Regions from separate parts of the Callithrix jacchus genome. Here region 1 is linked to region 2. Evidence: chromatin contacts called from public Hi-C data. All regions are on one chromosome and are shown on one strand. The core of a region is the stretch at or near the end of the contact, and the rest is flanking DNA. Distances in the headings are between cores, read along the strand shown. Region 1 holds the start of JADE2 (jade family PHD finger 2). Region 2 holds the start of UBE2B (ubiquitin conjugating enzyme E2 B).

Evidence for each region. A called contact is a pair of places that touch in the nucleus more often than the background predicts.
Region 1: a contact with region 2 is called in a Hi-C map of skeletal muscle, with 5 times the contacts expected there. The contact joins the promoter of JADE2 here to the promoter of UBE2B in region 2. A contact is called at or near these places in 2 of 3 Hi-C or Micro-C datasets (both in skeletal muscle).

Annotation. Positions count from the first base shown.
Region 1 is chr2:32,922,213-32,929,104 of calJac240_pri, reverse strand. It overlaps JADE2 (jade family PHD finger 2), which reads right to left and starts at 1,955. Exons shown (of 12, transcript XM_035284880.3): 1 at 1,770-1,955.
Region 2 is chr2:32,755,111-32,762,010 of calJac240_pri, reverse strand. It overlaps UBE2B (ubiquitin conjugating enzyme E2 B), which reads right to left and starts at 2,149. Exons shown (of 5, transcript XM_008984915.6): 1 at 1,986-2,149. The coding sequence starts at 2,029. CDKL3 (cyclin dependent kinase like 3) reads left to right here and starts at 2,204. Exons shown (of 13, transcript XM_078359378.1): 1 at 2,204-2,618; 2 at 6,478-6,663. The coding sequence starts at 6,499.

The sequences.
Region 1 (6,892 bases), core at 706-3,205, 170 kb before region 2:
CATCCGCCGGGGGCTGGATCTTACCTTGCTCCGCGGTACCCCCCTGAGGGGCGCTGCCCGCGGCTACGCGCCGCTGCAGGGACCGGCGCGGGAAGGATGCTCCCGAAGCCGGGAGCTCCTGGGGCCGGCGCGGGAGGGCGGGGGGCGCTCATCCATCCGGGGTCGCGGCGAGGGAGGCGGTGGGGCCCGTGGCGTCCCCGGCCCCACGCCCCCCGCCGGGGACAGTCAGCCCGCCAGACCTGAGCGGGTACCACTAGGAGTGGGCGCAAAGTAACTCCATAGACGCTACTCACCCCCCCAAAAAATAGCCTCCAACTGCGATGGCCGCAGTCGGCACCATTCACCAACCCCCTGTGTATGTTTCTGTTTCTTTTTAAACCAAGACTTCCTTGTGATCTCTTTAGAAAAAAAAAATGTGTTGGGGTGGGGGTGGGGTGGGGGCGGGCAGAGGAGCGAGGGAGGGGGAGTAGCCACTTTTTTCTTATTCACTCTGATCTCCGCTCCCGACACCCCCGTCGCCGCTCCCCCCCCCCCAGTTGTTTGGCTCGGGCGGGCAGTCCAGGTAGCGTTGCGGGCCCGGTGGGGGGGAGGGTGCCCTGCCTCGCCGCGCCCCCACCACGCCTGCCGGCACCCTGGGCCCGGACTCCCCATGGACTCTGGGGCGCCCCTAGCCCGCCCCGTCCCCAGGGCCGGGCCCGAGCGGCGGCTGCGCCCATGCAAGTCCCATCAGGTCTGCTCACACTTCACACACTCACACACATACCCCGCCCCTCCACTCTTTCACTCACACTTTCTGCTCACACCCCGCCCCCTACGCGCCCCAGACCCGGGCGGCGCCCCCCGCAACCTTAAAAAAAAAAAAAAGCAAGCTTATACTTAAAAAAATCTTTTGGCGCCATATTAATGACGTACTTAAAATTTGCCATTTCTCCCTGCGTCAAAAAGACGTTTCTTTGCAAATAACAGCCTGGAGGCGACACTCGCGGAGGGAACGAGGTTTGCACTGAGCACCCCGCCCCCCGGGGCTCCAGCGCTGGAAGACCCTCGCCCTAGGCCCTGCTTTTGAATCGCTGGTTTTAAAATGTGAATCGAATAAATCGCGTGGCGTTTCGCAGCGCCTGAAGTGAGCAGAAAGTGCTGGCAGGAGGGGAGGGGATGGGCGCACGAGAGTCTTGAGGAGGGGGCGCGGCCCTCCTCCCCGCACCCACTCCAAATGTAAAACTAACATTCCGGGCGGGGGAAACTTGAAATTGTAGGCGACCTCAAGAAAAGAGGGGCGGTCCGTAGAGAGGGTCCCCTTGGGGCTCGTCGCCCCCTCCCCCTTCCCGGGTGCCTCCTGGCGCCTAGCGCTGCCCCGCATTTCCGGGGGGTGGAGAAGCCAGTGAAGGGTGGGTAGGTGGCTGGCTGCACATCCTGGCCCCAGTAGGATTTTGCCCCGGGGCGACCCCTTCCCCCTTGCTCTTTCTTCCCATTACCCCGAAAGGGTTAAAAACCGAGGGGTAACTTCCAAAGGCTGGCACATGGCGAGGAAGCAGGGCGCCCCTCTCCCCACCCTTCGCCTCCTCGCCCCTCCTCCTCCGGCTCCACTTCCCGACTTGACCTTGTGGTGCACAAACAGTGCGCTCGGATCCTCGCAGTTTCTGGAAGAAGAGCCTGCGCTCGCCAGGCGGGCGGGCTGTCGGGCTGCTAGCCGGCGGTGGCGGGGCCTTGGGTCTGTTCCCGGAGCCGCGGGCCACACCCACCCAACCCGCTGCGCCCGCCGAGCTCACCTTCTCTCGAGGAAGGGGAAGGACTGGCCTCCTGGTTGGGGAGGGATGGGGGGTCAAGCTTCAACCTCTTCGGAATGCCTCTGGCTTGGGAGGGGGTGGTCTGCCCTCCGGAGCAGATTGTGGGGAGCCTGGCCCAACATCCCCAAAGCACAGTGGCCAACTTTTTATTCCCCCTCATGCTCGACTGCCCCTCAAAGGTGATCCAATAATTTTTCAGCTCACCTTTGGCATTGAAGGCACGTGGGTGAGTTGTGAATGGACACAGGAGTAGCCTTCCCTCTCCAAGACTGAAGGTTGTTTATTCTTCTTTCCCCTCCACCCCCTTCCATGGGAAGACAAATATTCAATTTACATAAGATGACATTTATGTGACAATTAAGAAGATTCCCCGATGGAGTGTTGTGAACACATTTGCTTATAGGAGAAATAAATCTAATAATAAACAAACTCATAATAACAGCACAAATCCTCCGACAGGGCGGATTGTCTACCCAACAAAGAGGGAGATGATGGATGCTGAAATAAGCAGTTTTTGCAACAAGAAAGAAATATGGGCTCAAAGGGAGTCACTGCAACATTTCTTCTTCCTTGGCCTTCATTCACAAAGTCTGAGGAGAATTGTCTGGCAAGAGGATGGTCTGGGAATTACCACCCAGTTAGACCTGGCTGTGGCTCTCAGTGGTCAATTGGTGGGATTTTTCCCTAGCCAAGCTCAGAGTCTGGAAACAGGTGTTGCAGACTTGGAGTGCGTAACAAAACAGTTAAATACTTAGGTTCTAATCCTGGCTTTGCAGTTCAGAAGCTGTGTGATGCGGGCAAGTGAATTCATCTCCTTTGGACTCTTTTTCCTCTTGGGTAGAATGGGGTGGTTGGAGGGTTCCTGAGGCCATGTGTGCACACGTGCATATATGTATGTATGTGCATATACATGTGGTATGTGTAAAGCAGCACCTGGCTTAGGGTGCACAGTGCCCATTAGCACTTTGCCAACTACCTAAGTGGGTTTCTTTAGGAAGGGTAAAATTGTTCTTCGAAGCTTGATGGTCAAGGTCCAGATGACTGTCGGCCACATATCTGGGGGTGGGAGTGAGGGCACCAGTTTACAGTGGCACAGTCTAAAGAGATGATCTCCAGAGATGGAGGAGGGAGGGGTGACCATTTAAAGTACACCTGCTCTGTACTGGTCACTTTGGGAGCCATTCCATCTCCTTCTCCCCTAACCCCCTTCTTACCTGTTCAGAAAGGTTTAGTAACTTAACCACAGCCACACAGCTAGTAAGTGCTGGCAGAGTTGGCTCCTAGATCTAGCTGACCTTAAGACCTAATGTGGTTTCTATTTTACCACACTGCCAGAAAGAAAAAGTATTACTAATATTGCTTTGATTAGGGATGGGGGTCTGATTGCTGTCTTGGCAAGAAAGAAGTTTATGAGCAGCACTTTGCCTCTGAGGTGGTTCACTGACTTGGGGTGAGACCCAGGTCTTCTAATGAGCGCTTGAAAATACCGCTTGCATAGGACTGGAAGTCCTGTGAAAATCCTTGGATTCCCACAGCTCTCTGCTGCTGTTTAAGGTTAACCTTGGAAGCTTTAACAGAATGATAACGATAAAGCTAATTGTAACTCCTTAATCTTTATTAAAAGTCTCACAAATCATTCATTAACTTTTTTTTTTCCTTTTTCCACAATCCCTACTTTGGATATAATCATTCATTAACTTTTTACAGGAAAGAAATGAGAAGAAACAGAGTTCTTGGAGATGTAATCATTCGTTTTTTTCCACAGGCCTCCCATATGGCAGGCACCATTCTTGGTGTTGGGGACGAAGCACACACAAACACAAATACAGAAAAAATAAGCAAATGAGGGGCGGGACAGGGAGAGCATCAGGAAGAATAGCTAGTGGATGCTGGGCTTAATGCCTAGGTGTTGGGATGATCTGTGCAACAAACCACCGCGGCACACGTTTACCTGTGTGACAAACCTGTACATCCTTCACATGTACCCTGGAGCCTAAACAAAAAAGGGTAAAAATGTTAGCTGCTAGAGTGAGCAGGTTAAGACTGGACATGATTTTATTCTAAATTCCAAAAAATAAATATGTATTATGTTTGAAAGTGATTAAGTGCTGTCGAGAAACTCTTAAGTAGGAAAGGGTGATACACAACGTGGGAGTGCAGTTTTAAATAAAATAGTCAGGGAAGGGCTCACCGAGAAGGCAGTATTTGAGAAAAGGAGGTAAAGGAGCGAACTGTGTATATGAGTATGTGTGTATGTACATGGGGGAAGGGAAGCCAGCTGTTCTTAACCTGGAGACGACAGACTCTCCTCTCCATGGGTCTGTGGATAGAATTCAGAGGATCTTGACCTTAGATGAGGAAAAAATTACACCTTTATTTTCACTAATTAAAATGTAGCATGTTCTTCAATTATGAATACAGATAACAAATCAGTGATATTTACAGCACCTGTGATATTATTGTTGGTAGAAATCAGATATTTTGATATTAGTAGAGTTGTTGCAAATATCTTAAAATATCATTACACTTCACAAGTAATTTATTGAAAAAATATCATTTTACTCATCACTACTTCAAAATCATGCTGCTAGCTCTTGTAATTTTTTTTTTTTTTGAGACAAAGTCTCACTCTGTTATCAGGCTGGAGTACACTGGCTTGATCTCGGTTCACTGCAAACTCTGACTCCCTGGTTCAAGAAATTCTTCTGCCTCAGCCTCCCGAGCAGCTGGGATTACAGGCACGCGCAGGCACGTGCCACCATGCCCAGATAATTTTTGTATTTTTAGTAGAGATAGGGTTTCACCATGTTGGCCAGGATGGTCTCGATCTCCTGACCTCATGACCCACCCGCCTCCTTATCTCTTGTAATTTAATGAATTAATAAAGAAGCACATATAGTATATATTTTAAAATATTTTGAGAGTTGTATTTCAATACAATTGGTTTTCTTTATAATTTATGGAACTTATTTTATGGCTTTAAAGATACTGTACTCAGGAGTCCACAGGTGTCACAGACTGCGAAAACAGTCCGTGGCACATGCACAAAAAAGGTTAAGAACCAACTAGAGGCCAGCAAGTCCAATGCCTCCAAGGCAGGAATGTGTTTAATATGTAAATGAAAGAGATTATATAGGGCCTTGTAGGTCATTGTTAGGAATTTGGCTTTTGCTGGAGTGATAAGGAGGGTTTTGAGCAGATGACCGACATGATCTGACCCTGGGTTTTACGGGTCACTCGGGTGTTACGTGGGGAACAGATTAAAGAGGCAAAGCAGAAGCAGGAAGCCCAGTTAGGAGACCACCTGAATAAAGGAGGTGAGAGATGACTGGACCAGAGCGGTAGCAATGGAAGTAGTGAAAAGCGGTCATCTGTGTTTTGAAGGTAGCTCTGACAGGATTTGCTGGTGGAGAACAAGAAAAAGAAAGAAATCAAGGACAACGATAAGCATTTTACTTGAACTAATGGAGAGATACAGTTGAGATGGGAGAAGCTGGAAGGAGTAGGTTTTAGGGGATTAGGAGCTCAGGGTTGGGCATATGAAGCTTAAGATGCCTATTGGACATCCAAGTGCAGCCACTGGCAGGCAGCAAGGCATGACAGCCTCAGCTCAGAGGCGAGGTCTGGGCTAAAGATAATATTTGAGAATGGTCAGCGAACAGATGGGTGGCATTTAAATTTGAGATGATCAACTAAGTGAATATAGGAAGAGAAGGGGCTTGGCCGGGCTCGGTGGCTCACACCTGAAATGCCAGCACTTTGGGAGACTGAGGCAGGCAGATCATGAGGTCAGGAGATCGAGACCATCCTGGCCAACATGGTGAAACCCAGTCTCTACTACAAATACAAAAATTAATTGGGCATGGTGGTGTGTGCTTGTAATCCCAGCTACTCGGGAGGCTGACAGAGGAGAACCACTTGAACTCCGGAGGTGGTGGTTGCAATGAGCTGAAATTGCACCACTGCACTCCAGCCGGGGGGATAGAGCAAGACTCTGTCTCAAAAAAAAAAAAAAAAAAGCAAAGAGAAGGAGCTCAAGGACAGTACCCTTGGGCACTGCAAGGTGAAGAGGTCTGGAAGATGAAGAGAAACCAGCACAAGTGTTAATGTTGTTAAAAAAAAAATTAATCGGCTGGGCGCGGTGGCTCACGCCTATAATCCCAGCACTTTGGGAGACCGAGGAGGGTGGATCACGAGGTCAAGGGATCGAGACCATCCTGATCAACAAGGTAAAACCCTGTTTCTACTAAAAATACAAAAATTAGCTGGGCATGGTGTTGCGTACCTGTAGTCCCAGCTACTTGGGAGGCTGAGGCAGGAGAATTGCTTGAACCCAGGAGGCGGAGGTTGCGGTGAGCCGAGATCGTGCCATTGCACTCCAGTCTGGGTAACAACAGCGAAACTCTGTCTCAAAAAAAAAAAAAATCAATCAATCAATCAATAAAAAAAATTATTCAAAGAGATAGAAGGAATATCCTAGAAGCCAAAAGAAGTGAGAGAGAGCTTCAGGAGGGAGGAAAGCCCTAAGTCCAAAGCTGTGGAGGGGTCAGACAAGCCGGAGGTTGAGAATTAATCATTGGGTTCATCAACGTTGAGGTTACTGGTGACCTTGACGTTATTGGTGACCTTGACAAGAGCCATGTCAATGGAGTAATGTCAGCAAAAGCTTGATTGAAATAGTTCAGGAGAGAGTGGGAAGGTTTCTAGTTGTCACAACTTGTTCTCAGATGCTAATTGAGAATGAGATGTACTCTGTATATGTTTATCTGTGAATGTGTATAGAGGTGGATAACTATACATCTGTAGAAATTTAATTAAAACAACTTTTCTTGAGGATCTTCTAGGTACTAGGCATAGTAATGGATACTACAAATACTGAGGGAAATAAAACACATCAATTGCCTTCCTAGAGTTCACAGTCTAGCAAACTTTGTTGGCACGTGAAATACACGCAAAGCAATATACATGACTAAATACACGCAGTAAGTCCGGACATCAGTTTTTCTAGTGTAATAGACAATATGTTTAAAACTGTGGATTCCAGAGTCAGGCAGTCCTTTGAGTCCTGTCTCCACCATTCTCTAGCTCTGTTACTTTGCACAAGT
Region 2 (6,900 bases), core at 900-3,399:
ACTCCATTTCCTTGTTACTGTGAACTAAAATGAACCCTATGACTTAAATATATTAACCAGGTATATACACTTATTAAATACCTCTCCAAATTATCTAAAAATGTAAAAGGCTTGAGAATCATCCCTTTTTCAATATTATCAAGATTATTATCTCTTCAAGAATTGATGCATACAGACTGTCCTCTTAAACCAAAAAAAAGTTTAAAAACTCAAAAGCAAATAATATTTTTACAGAACCATCGATTTTGCTGCTCTAACCATCCAAAGACTGTGTGTCTTAACCACAGGTACTTCTGCAAAATGGCTAAAAAAAGAAAAGCAAACCTCAGTGTAAACACTAATGACTGAAAACACGTTAATTACAAAACTAGTATTAGGCAGATTTACTTTATCCCTTTTGCTTCAAACGGCAATGGCTTTAAAAAGTAATCAGTAGGTTTTCTGCCAGTCCCTATTTTAAGGCTCTGCACTAACACCAAATCTACCTCTCAGATCAGGAGACTCAATACAAGGCTTTCCAACATTCCTCAAATTCTTATAACCTGCAGACCTTTGGAAAACTTCAAAAGGTGTCATATACTCAACTCAGAATTAAGCAGAGCATTACAGTAAGGAGCCAGGGAGACAATGACGTGAACTAAATTGCTATTTGAATTTTAGTCACAAGTGCCAAGCAAATACACTAATTTCAAGCTTTAGAAAGATAACTTTTGCACAAAAAAGGGCATCTCCTTTCAGAGACTGTAGTGTCAATTAAAAATGCTACATTATACACACAAATACATATGCAGTCGTTTTCATGGGGCATCACACTTTGCAACTAGTCCACATTAAAAAAAAAAAAGGTTTTTAGTCAATTTCAAGCAAATTAGGCCGCCACGAACAGAAGCCTCACAAGAACTGCACTGCTTGACGCCTACCTTTAAATGGCTAAGAGAAGCTACCAATGAATTAAATAAGTTGGCCAAAGCCCAAAACAATGGATGGCTTCCAAATGCTTCACATAGGCTTTATAATGGCTGAGTTGAGAGGCGACTTCCTGAGCGACAAATCTAAGTTTTTAGGCCAGATATTTTGTCTCAATTAGGGCAGGTATCCCCAAAAAAAATTTTAAGAAAAACGTGCAGAGTTATCAAAATGCTGTTTTCTCACATGTTTTTCTATGTCTCTAAGTATCCAATTAAAGGCAAACGACGGACTAATCATTCTCTTTCTCACAACCCCAATACCTCCTAACAGTTAAAACCCTATTTATTTACCAAAGGAGGCCCAGGGAGTATCAAATTAGCGCCCGTCTAAGGGAAGGCATTTTTCCAGACTCGGGAGGCTATAGATAGGGCTTTCTTCACCAGCCAGAGCTGAGTTCCAGAAGGCACTGGCAGCCGGGGTGGCCAGCTCTGAGGTCCCAGATCTCTAAGTCGGTTCCCAAGGTCCTTTCAGGCGGGCGGGGACAGAGTCGGGTTTCGGGGGATGGGTTAAGCTCCGGGCCTCACGCACTGGACCCCACCCTCACGGTAGAAATGGAAAGGACCGGGGCGTGGTGCGGGGGGTTTCGCCCCAACCCGGCTCCTCGGAGAAGACGGCGGGGCAGTGAAACAAAGCTGACCGGTGCAGCCGGCGAGGAACAAACTCCCGCAGGAGCTTACTTTAAGAGGACAAGAAGGGGGCGCCGCAGGGTGCAGGGGCGGGTGGAGGAAATCTGATCGCCGGGCAGCTGGCCGAAAAGGGCAGCAGGGAACCCTAGGCCAGTCGATCGACACCGTTTTACTTTTTGGGGGTAGGAGGAGTATCGAAATTTATTCGGCCGCCAAAACGAGAGGCAAGGATAAGGTAGTGGAAGCCGAGGCTAGGACCCGGCTTCTGCCAGTTCTGCTGGGCCCACAGCCGGCCCTCGGAGGGTCACAAGGGGAAGGTGTCCGGGATCCCCACCCTGCAGCCCCGCAGCTTTGAGGGGCCGTCATCTAGGCGGACGTGAAGGCCCTTACCGCTTGAAATCCCGCATGAGCCTTCTCCGGGCCGGGGTCGACATGCTCCCCAGCTGCCCCGCGGTCAGTCTGAAAGAAAAGAGTCCCGCGCAGCCCCCCCACCCCCCGGCGCGGCGGCCAAATCACTGTGGGTAGCTGCCGCTGCTGCCGTCGCCGAGACTGACAAACAACCCTGCAATGACGTCTCCCTCCGCCGCCTCCGGATCCCTCCGCCCTCCGGATCCCTCCGCCCTCCGCCGCTACCACGGAAGAGCGTTGGGGGAGGAGGGGGCGGGACGCTGGAGCGCGCGTTCTCCGAGCCCTTCTGCGGGGCTGGGTTCAGCCTGGGCTTCCTGAAATGATCGGCAAGTTTGTGTACTCTGTGCTTACACTAGAGGTTGTGGATTCAGAGACCACGGAACCGAAACACTATCTGTCCCCCTCCCCGTCATTAGTTTAGACTCGGCGGGGTGGAGAGAGGGGGGACTCATCCGGGCCAGAGATTTCAGGGAAAGGAGGTGGGATGACGTAAGATCACGTGACTGACCGTGGCCTTGTCAACAATCCACCCCTGAGGGGGAGGGGGAGAAGTATCTAGAACCACGTGTCCCTATGACGCCTTTAGAATGGGTCACGTGAAAGCCTCGCCTCTATGTGAGTTTCAGCCAGCTCTATGAAGCTGGTTCAAGGGAGATTACACCTTTATTAGTTGTTTCCTGTTTATTACAGGTTAGAGACATCATTACCCAAGAGATCATGGCAGAATCAACAGCTTGTTTTGTTTTGTTTTGTTTTGTTTTTTTTTTTGAGGGTTTTAAAATTATTTATTTATTTTACATTTTGTAGAGGCAGGGTCTCTCAAAGTGCTGGGATTACAGGCATGAGTCACGTTTTGTTTTCTTTAAACCGGGACCAAAAATAATTCCCCTCTGGTTGGTTCAGTGGCTTATCAACTCTGCTATTGGGGCAAGAAGGGTATTGCACGATCTTCTAAGGCAGCATTGAATGTTGAGGCCCACACAACAATATCCTGCAATGCTTCCTTGAAGCTACCAAATAGTCTTTCAGCTTTGCAGTGGGGTTTCTAGTATTGAAAATTTTGGGCAAACATTAAAGGATGGTGTATTATGCAGTTTTTCCTTTCTGGGTCTGCTTTCATTTGAAGATATGTGTCAGAGTCCGGGACTTGCCTATAGGGGGTTGTACCATTGTATATTTTTAAGGAATGTGGGGTTGCAGACTTCCAGGCTTATCAATGAGTGGTTGGTTGTCAAAGAAACCTACAAATATGATTTATACCTGGGGGAGAGCTCCTGTAGATATGAGTGAGGGTTATAAATCTAGCCTGAAGGCCCGGTGCGATGGCTCACGCCTATAGTCCCAGCACTTTGGGAGGCTGAGGCGAGTGGATCACGAGGTCAAGAGATCGAGACCATCCTGGTCAACAAGGTGAAACACCGTCTCTACTAAAAATACAAAAATTAGCTGGGCATGGTGGCGTGCGCCTGTAGTCCCAGCTACTCGGGAGGCTGAGGCAGAATTGCTTGAACCCAGGAGGTGGAGGCTGCAGTGAGCCGAGACTGCGCCGTTGCACTCCAGCCTGGGTAACAAGAACAAAACTCTGTCTCAAAACAAAACAAAACAAAAAAATAAATCTAGCCTGAGATAACTTTAGGTTTTCTACACTAGCAAGTAAAGTGCAAATGGGCCAGAAGTGCCCCCCCATCACCAGGGGGGTTCAAAAGTGTTGATCTCCCACAGACCTTGAATATTTTCTGTAGTTACTGTCCTTCCCTCTATTGCTTCCAGTTCCTACCCTCAGGACTTTGTTATACTAAGGACTCTGAGTACTGAGGAATCCTTCAGCTCAACAGGGAAAGGGAAGGTGGAATGAAGACCTTAGCATTGCCTCAACCTTGCCCATAGTTCCATGGAAGCAGAGTTAACTTTTCCGACTTTCCTTGCATCTTCCTCTTTAAACCCTGAATTCTCTCTCTGCTTCCAGTGACTGCCTCGGTAATCGAGTTAGGCAGGCCTAACTCTTGATAGGTCCTGTTAAACATTTCACAATGTGTTTTCTAAGTCAAAAGCTGAATATTCTTAATTTTTTTGCCTTTCTGCCATTGCAGTCCTAACCCTTCCGATAACAAAAGAGAAAGATACACATGTAAGGTTACATGGAGAAAAATGGTCAAGAGAAACTGTATCTTAAAAATATTCGGCATGAGCTGAGACATAAGCTCATGCCTGTAATCCTAATACTTTGGGAGGCCATAAGTTTGAGACCAGCCTGTGCAAAACAGGAGATCCTGTCTCTGCAAAAAGTAAAATTAGCTAGGCGTGGTGACATACACCAGTAGTCCCAGCAACCTGGGAGGCTGAGGCAGAAGGATCGCTTGAGCCGAGGAAGTTGAAGCTGCAGTGAACCATCATCGTGCCACTGAGACCTTGACAAAAAAAAACAAAAACAAAAACAAAAACACCTTATAATTTACCAGTTAAGGCAGTCACTGAAAGCAGAAACAATTCAGGGTTTGCAGAAAGGGAGGTACAAGGAAAGTGGAAAAAGTTAACCTTTTCTGGTTCCATGGAACTATGGGCAAGATTAGGAAAATGGTGAGGTCTTCCTCCCTCCCTCCCTTTCCCTGTTGAGCTGAAGAATTTCCTAAATGGATACAAATGTGCTCAGAATCCTCTTGACTGACCAACGAAATACTGAAGATGGGAACTGGAGGCAACAGAGATAAGGAATTCAGTGACTACAGGGATTTACAATTGTTTTGGAAACAGTTTATTTTCCAAAATGAAATAACACTTTGATTAATTCAGTGAATCTGCATCATAAAGTCTTACAATTGTGTATTAGCAAGAATCACTGGCTGTCCTGGTTAACCAGGCCTGCCACAACCTACTTGTAGAAGGAATAATTTTAAAGCTATCAATTGTATGCTGTTATCAATTCTGTAGCTCTGGATTATGAACTCACTGAGGGCAGGGAAGGGACTCCATTTGGTTCATTTTTCTCCTGGGAAAATTTTTTCTTTTTCTTTTTTGAGACAGTCTTGCTTTGTCACCCAGGCTGGAGTGCAGTGGCGTGAACAGGGCTGACTTTTTTTTACAGAAAAAAGAAAAAAAGAGCTCTATTCAAAAAAAAAAAAAAAAAGCACTCCTTAGGGACTTGCTCTAGTGATGTGGTGGTTATTCATTAGGGACTGTCACTTCAGCTGAACTCTGTCTACTTAAGCAATTAGACTCCGGCATCTTTATTTCTGTGCCCTTGTACATCACTTCCAATATAGTAGAACCCTTCGAATTACTTGCTTGCCTAGAAGTTTGACATGTTGTGAGGGAGGGTTCTTTTTTTTTTTTTTAAAGATTACTAACAGAAAAAATTAAAAGGCATATGGCACGTGTTCAAGAAGTTTTTAAGAACCATGTTGGCCAGGCGTGGCCGCTCACCCCTGTAATCCCAGCACTTTGGGAGGCCGAGGCGGGCAGATCACCTGAGGTCCGAATTCGAGACCAGCCTGGCCAACATGGTAGAAACGCTGTCTTTACTAAAAATACAAAAATTAGCCGGGCATGGTGGCGCATGCCTGTAATCCCAGCTACTCGGGAGGCTGAGGCAGGAGAATCATTTGAACCCGGGAGTTGGAGATTGCAGGGAGCCAAGATTGCGCCACTGCACTCCAGCCTGGGCAACACAACAGGGCTGTCTCAAAAAAAAAAAAAAAAATGAGGACGCTCATCACCTCCATTCAAAAGTAACCTTGTGAGGAGGCTCAGCTGCGACAGTAACCTGTACTGCCCACCCCATTGCCGAGGACTCTTCATCTTGCACCTATCCAGAACAGGTTCCTTTTCTTCTCACTTTCTTTTCCGGGTCGGAACCTTGACCACGTTCCGGTCTTGCGCACTAGGGCTAGAACGCAGCAAGACCGTTTCCATGGTAGCGAGTGGCCGGAGCCTTGGCTAGGACGTAACCAACAAAGTAGGGTCAGTGTTCCGTGGCTCCACGCAGAGCCAGGCCAGCGGGACCACAGAGAATGGGCTGAAGCGGCGGCAGCTGTTTGGATAAAGTCGACAGCTGGACGTGGGGCGTGACGCCGGTCCGGCATCCTAAGACGTCTGGTTTGAATTGAGGGCGGGAAGTAGGCGACTGCTGTAGTGCAGGAACTTCTTATTTGACAGGAACATGACAGGAATTGTGGGGACCCCATGCTTGATGGATGGTGACTTATAGTGAGGTAATCTCAAGGTGTTGAAGGGCATGACCGAGATCGCAGGAGTACCCCTGAGTTCTGGTGAGAGCTGGAGCCTCAAAAGGACACTTTACTCAAGCTCTTTAGTTCCCAAAGACAAAAAAGCTCAGTGGAAAAGATTCATTTTTTTGTTTGTTTAATGGCTCTGTTATTTGAAACTATGGGTTTATTGTGTATATGATTATCTAGTTTGAATAAATAAAAGTATAAACGTTTAACATTTTCCATTTTCTTTCTTCATTTCTATAAAGTAATAAAAGCCCAGCTTGAAAATGGAGATGTATGAAACTCTTGAAAAAGTGGGAGAGGGAAGTTACGGAACAGTCATGAAATGTAAACATAAGAATACTGGGCAGATAGTGGCCATTAAGATATTTTATGAGAGACCAGAAAAATCTGTCAACAAAACTGCGATGAGAGAAATAAAGTTTCTAAAGGTTTGTTTCTTTTGCCTTAATCATCTAAGTCAAAAGAAAAATTGTTATGGAATGAAAAGTTGCATGAAATATTTTAGTTCATACATGTACTGATTCATGTTATATAAAAAGTGATACTCTATCTTGTCTACATTTTGTAATTTTGTAGTGATACAGGATATATGTGTTTTGGGTATGTAACAAAAGCTATGCCAATATTGTTTAATAATTATTCAGAAATATTCAAGTATAATACTT